2 separate regions of the Drosophila melanogaster genome follow, and region 2 is linked to region 1. A link is a contact called in public HiChIP or PLAC-seq data. All regions are on one chromosome and are shown on one strand. Each heading gives the region's core, a stretch centred on a gene start, on an enhancer-like site or on the middle of the called end of the contact. The rest is flanking DNA. Distances are from core to core; before and after follow the strand shown.

What was found. HiChIP or PLAC-seq counts read pairs in DNA pulled down with a chosen protein or histone mark.
Region 2: an H3K27ac HiChIP or PLAC-seq map of the Kc167 cell line shows a contact between it and region 1, with 4 times the contacts expected there. The contact joins the promoter of Hmgcr here to the promoter of Pex11c in region 1.

Annotation. Positions count from the first base shown.
Region 1 is chr3R:23,256,907-23,260,075 of dm6, reverse strand. It overlaps Pex11c (Peroxin 11c), which reads right to left and starts at 1,711. Exons shown (of 4, transcript NM_142880.3): 1 at 1,530-1,711; 2 at 35-399. The coding sequence starts at 1,598. It overlaps wda (will decrease acetylation), which reads left to right and starts at 1,989. Exons shown (of 5, transcript NM_142879.3): 1 at 1,989-2,235; 2 at 2,296-3,169. The coding sequence starts at 2,077.
Region 2 is chr3R:23,732,005-23,734,837 of dm6, reverse strand. It overlaps Hmgcr (HMG Coenzyme A reductase), which reads right to left and starts at 1,514. Exons shown (of 6, transcript NM_170089.2): 1 at 1,001-1,514. Rpn9 (Regulatory particle non-ATPase 9) reads left to right here and starts at 1,376. Exons shown (of 5, transcript NM_170088.2): 1 at 1,376-1,586; 2 at 1,928-2,042; 3 at 2,098-2,211; 4 at 2,265-2,795. The coding sequence starts at 1,933.

The DNA.
Region 1 (3,169 bases), core at 462-2,961:
TTCAAAGCTGACGATTCGAATAATTCTTCTGTACCTCATGAGGTTCAGGTACACCGAAAGCACCCAGAATATGGAGTTGACATTGTCCCAGTTATCCGCATTCTTGACATCCACAATCTTGTGCTCGGCCAGCCAGCACACCTTCTCGATGGGATAGTAGAGCAAATCCACAATGTTGGCCGTCACTCCCAGCACTTGCATGACGCGATCGGGCTCATTCTCGCCCAAGCCATACTCCAAAGCATATTGGATCATGGGTATGTCGTCGATGAGACGCAGTGTGGCTCTCGCACCTGAGATCCTTGAGCTGGCGGTGGCGTATCGCTTGGCTAGTTCCGGATTCCGCTTGGCATGGTAGCCAGCCACCAGTTTGGCACTGTAGCACAATGCCTTCATCACCTGAAATAGGTATTTAATTTCATATATGTAATAATTGTTCTGCGCAATTCGTTAAGCCGTGTGTTTGCTCTATCACGAGAGTTGGCATCGCTGTTTACCTTTGCCTCTACCTGACCCCAATCGCCAGTCAGCCCTGCAATTTGTGGAATTGCTTGGTTGTCACAAACAGATAAAATACTATCAGCGATAAAAAGAATACAACGAATGCCACAATCATCTCGTGTGATGGCCGCCAGTGGAGTGCTCCTGGTCGTCCGTCCTGGCCGGAATGAGTTGTGGGTGGTTTCATTGTTTACCCATTAATGGTTCAGTTTGCTTGCTTTGCCATCAATGAATTAGTTATGCAATTCGGAGGAATACTAATGTCGCTATACGACTAATTTATGTAAATATCCTATAGTATTTCCAAAGTTCGTGACCACCCCATTCGCTGTTTACAGCCACATAATATATTATATTATATTTTCAAATGGTTATCAAGTATAACAAATTATTTGTTCTAATTAATAAATCTAAAATACTTTGAACAATATTTTATCGTATTCAAGGTTCGATTTTTCTATTAAAATAGAGATACACTATACAAGATTCCCTCTTTGTCTGCACTGTATACACCCCTTGTAGGGGTATATAAACTCGCGATGGTGGAAATGTGTGGATCGCGTGTCTCCTGATGGGCGGCAGTCCAAACAAACCTTTCGTTCATAACGAATTATCCGCTTTATCTGGTAGCGGCTTAAAGGTTTGCCGGCTATAGTATTGAGCATTATCTTGACTCGATCGCCGCCGAACTGCGACTGATAAGCGAAAAGCGAAATACAAAATCCATTGCGAATCAGAAAGAAGTAAGGCAAGGTCCAAACTGCTGTGGCTTCCTTGTTCGAGACCCAAAGACCAATGCCAACATCGATGCAGCAACAACATGGAAACCTGTTGGTTCAGTTTCGATTTCAAGCGAGCCCCTCAATGGACCAGTCCAAAAAGGAAATAGAAACCAGTCAAAATGCCACGATGCATTTTTTTAAATTTGCGCATACGAATTGGGAAAAACACTCGGTTCAAACGTAAACAAACAGGTGTGTTTTCAATTAATTGGAAATTTACTCGGCTGTGCGGCTCTTCTATGTTACCTTATCTCGCCCGCCATAGGAATCGATAATATCACAGAACTCGTTCACAAACTTTGTCGTGGTGCCCATAATGGCTCGTTTTTTGAAGACCAGGTACTGTTTTATATCACGTAAAAACTCGAACTGAGATACCGCAGCGAAAATACAAGAAATTGTCAAGAGCGCTCGGGAATCCAACAACACAAACAGCTGACTTTCTTCAGTGGTGACAATAGCCAAATAAACTAGCTAAGAATAGAGAATATAATAGAGCTAAAAATAAAAAGCTAGTTAATATAAATAAAATATAATATAAATATAAGTTAAAAATGTAAAAATAAATTTAAAATTAAAATATTTCAATATCAATATTGTTATAAAAGAGAAGCCAAATAGCCATCACTGACGAAAACAATTTTGAAAGAACAGCTGTTGCAGCCGCTTAAAATCGATGAATGCACATCGATAGGACAACCCATCTCCGCTGTCAGCACTATAATCGAACGCATATCGGACGCACTGCAGGACGGGATCAGGATACGGAACAAAGCGAGGCTAACACGCAACGATGAGCCTGCCCAGCGCCAGCAACCACGCACATGCTGCATCGCCCGTCTACAGCAACAGCAATAACAACAAGTCGAGCGCGAGCAGCAAAAAGACCTCCTCCAAAAACGATTTGCTACGCTGCGCCGTGGGACTCCTGCTGAAGCAGAAAAACTACGTGGTAAGTGAATAATCTTCAAATATACAATTCCTCAGAGTGTTCAAATATTCAAACCCGTAGAGCAACGAACGATTTCGGCGGTCGGATTTTTTGCTGCTGCAAAACAAACAGCAGTTTGCTGTCAACAAAATGCTGGATACGGATTTGCACGGTGGCAATAGCTTCACCTTTTCAAATGTCCAGGTTATCACCAACAACCAGCACACTGTGGACCAGCAATTTGGTCGGTTTTCGCAGTTCGTGGAGGCCCAGGCCGAACCGCTGCGTCTGGAAATGAAGCGCTTTTATGGACCCATGCTGTGCCACTTCTATCTGGATCTGCTCAAGGCTCGCGAACCGCGTGGCGCTGTGGAGTTGTTGCGCAAATATGCTCACTTGGTGGCCCCCGTGGATATGTACGATGCACCACCACCTACCAAGATCAACGGATGCTCCACTACGGCCAATGAGTCCACTTTTAACATACGCTTCGCAAAGGAAGCCCAGGACACTGGGGACACGGAACTGGACTACTTTATGCGCCTGGTGCAAACCCTGAGTGGCTACACACGGCTGGAGGCAGCAGAGTCCGATGACACAGTGGCCCATTTTCGATCTTCGAAATACGAACTACATACTACAGCCGTAGTTGTTAATAGGATATGCGCTTATCTCCAACGACGGGGCCACGTTTTAATTATGAACCTACTCTACACCTGGTTGCATGTCCATATAGTGGAGAATGAGCAGCGCGCCTTTAGTGAGGATCACCTGCTTGGCTTGACGGATGACCTGGAAGGTGAGGATGGAGAGGACGATGTTGTTTCCAAACCAGCAGTAACCCTTAATACCCGCGGAGACATAAGACCAAGCAAATCCCTCACTGAAAAGTCGAACCGAAAACGACCCGCTGAGGAGCCAAACATTATGCTAGAAACAGACATCAAACAGGAGG
Region 2 (2,833 bases), core at 265-2,764, 470 kb before region 1:
GGTTTTTGTGGCCACTGCATCGGCGGCGACTGTGTGGCATTTTTCACTTTTGCTTTTAATAGCCAGATGCTGTTGCTGTCTGTCGTCTGGGACGGAGATGAAGATGAAGTCGTCATCCGACGGCGTTTTTTTTTTCGGAATTTGTTTTGGATTTTTGAAATTGCCGCTCTTCACATAACCGTAATACGCCTTCAGCCGGTTTTCATATATACCATACATATCCATATATATATATATTATAGTTGTGCATCGTTTCTGTCGCTGCCAGATGTCGCCCATTTCGATTTTGGTAAATTGGTAAAGTGGGGAACAGGCCAAGGAAATCAACTGCTACATCGAGAAAGTAGTAGTACTTTCTTTCTACCAAAAACGCACAGTGGCGTCAGGAAATGAAAAGAAATGTTGACAGCGCAGCAGGATGTTACAGTAAACTCTGGCCGATTTGGTTCAAGTGTTTTTTTTACTGCGAAGGACGCACAAAATAGGCGACATCTGTGCAATATTACTCAAAAAGAAGGCATTTACATACTGTAAAATGCAGTACAATTCGGTTGATATATTTCGTTTATGTACAAATCCATACAAATGTTGAATCTTCCAATTCAATAGCTTTTTGAGTTCCAAATTCTCTATCAGCTCGAAAGTAATTTAATTATCGTTTCTTTACCCAACGCTCCTGTGCTCAAGTGGCTTTTGCTTTTCAAAGAGAAAGTTGTCCAACACCCATTGCAAGCCAAGAACTTTTAATAGACGGCGGCGACGTGGTGCCCACTGAGTGATAAGATTGGGGAGCCCCAATTGCATAACTGTCTACTAACCAAATAGTGGGATACAATGTACAACCAATTATGCAGTTCTCAATGGAACGCGATCGTATCCAATGGGAACCGCTGGCCCAATCAGTAGGGCCATGCTGCTTGGAATTTCGAAGCCAAAAGGGGGAACCTCGTCGGGCAGAGTAGTGACCCCCAAAAAGTCGAAAATAGAACCCAGAACTAACCTTGCTTTTCGACGAGGAATCGATCGTTTGCTTGGAGATCGGTGACAAATAGTTGACACGCGCCTTAATCCACAAAAGAAATGCTAATGAGGATCTCTTTTGGCGGAGTGCGGTTTCCAGTTGGAGCGGTCGTTGTGGTCGCTAACTAGTTCTTCTCAGTTTGTCAACTTTCTGCGAACAAATCCACATAGTTTCTTGCACGACGCGTTGTTTGGCTTACATTTATATAACCACTAATTGCGGCACTTTCGTTCGCGAAATTCGATTGCTACTTTATTTGGCTAACAAATAGTTAAATGTGCAAAACACACGACAGCTTTACTTTTTTTTAGTTAGTTCAGGGCGCACACTCGAGTTGTTGTATTTGGTTTTGTTGGCAGTGCTGCTGTGGCCCGGTTAAATATCGATATTCTCGCGGATCGGGCTAACTGGCTAATTGGCTGCGCGGCGACTCTCTGCCAAGTGGAATCCTGGAGTGCGGAAATATAAACTGTTTCGCTGCGAGCTCCAAAACGAATTGAAACGTTGTTTCTTCCGCGTACACAACTTCACGCAGAAACAGCTGTTCGGTTAGTGTGACCAGACGGTGAGTACAACGTAAGCCCAAGCCCCGCAGCTGTTGTTATCGAATGAGTCATCGAGTAGTTTCTAGGCACTGAAATAATATCATAAATAATGCTTTCCATGTGATATAAAAATAAAAAATACAGCCATTTGTTATTATGTAAGCCTTTTTTAGTTCATAAATAAATTTTACATAAAAATTCGCCCAAAAATACAAAATACCAAAATAAGCTAAAAAAAAACAAACGGCCACACAAGCGATCTGTCAATGTGACAGCTGCGTCGGCGATTGTGATTTGCAATTTTTGTAGTTTGGGAATACATTAAACATTACATTTGAAATTAATTCAACACAAAGCGCAGTTGCGATGTCCAATCCTCAGCCTAATGTCACCGCCTATCTGGCGACCCAGAAGAAGACCACCAACAAAGAACTCGCCGCCGAATGGACGCTCATCGAGGAGCTCTACAATGAAAAGTTAGATCTGGGCTTTAAATTTCAATTTTCCTCTTGTAATACAATTATTTTACAGACTCTGGAATGAGCTGACCATCAAACTGGTGACCTTTGTGCGCCACGAATCCTTGCAGGACGAAACTGCGCTGCTGCAGCTCTACCAGAATTTCCTGTCCACCTTCGAGACCAAGTGAGTCGGCTTCTGCAAATGACTCGGCAGAATCTAATGTATTGTATTTGCAGAATAAACCCCTATGGCCTCATCCAGATTCTCGAGGTGGTGGTTGACAACATCGGTGACAAGAAGGAGGCCATCGAGTTCTTGGAGAAGATGAAGGACAAGGTGAAGATCTGCGACGAGGCCGTTTGGTATCTGCAGGTGATGCAGGGTAATCTGTACCTCAGCAACCTGAACGATCTGAATGCCACCAAGAAGATCATCGAGGAACTGCGTGATGTCCTAGAGGAAGCGGGTAATGTGACGCCCGTTCACGGCAAATACTACATGCTGGCATCCCAGTATTATCGGCGAGTGGGCAAGCACAGCGATTACTACCGATGTGGCCTACAGTTTCTGGGCTGCTCCATGGATGAGTACCCCCGTGATCAATGGGCCCAGCAGGCATTCTTCTTGGGTCTGGCTGCTCTCTTGGGCGATGGTGTCTACAACATAGGCGAATTGCTGGCTCATCCCATTCTTGAGTCGCTTAAGGGCACGGAAAATGAGTGGCTCATGGAACTTCTTAAAGCCTTCAACACGGGCGATATTAACAAGTGTGTAGTAATAGCAATTTAATATCTGCAGTAACTAA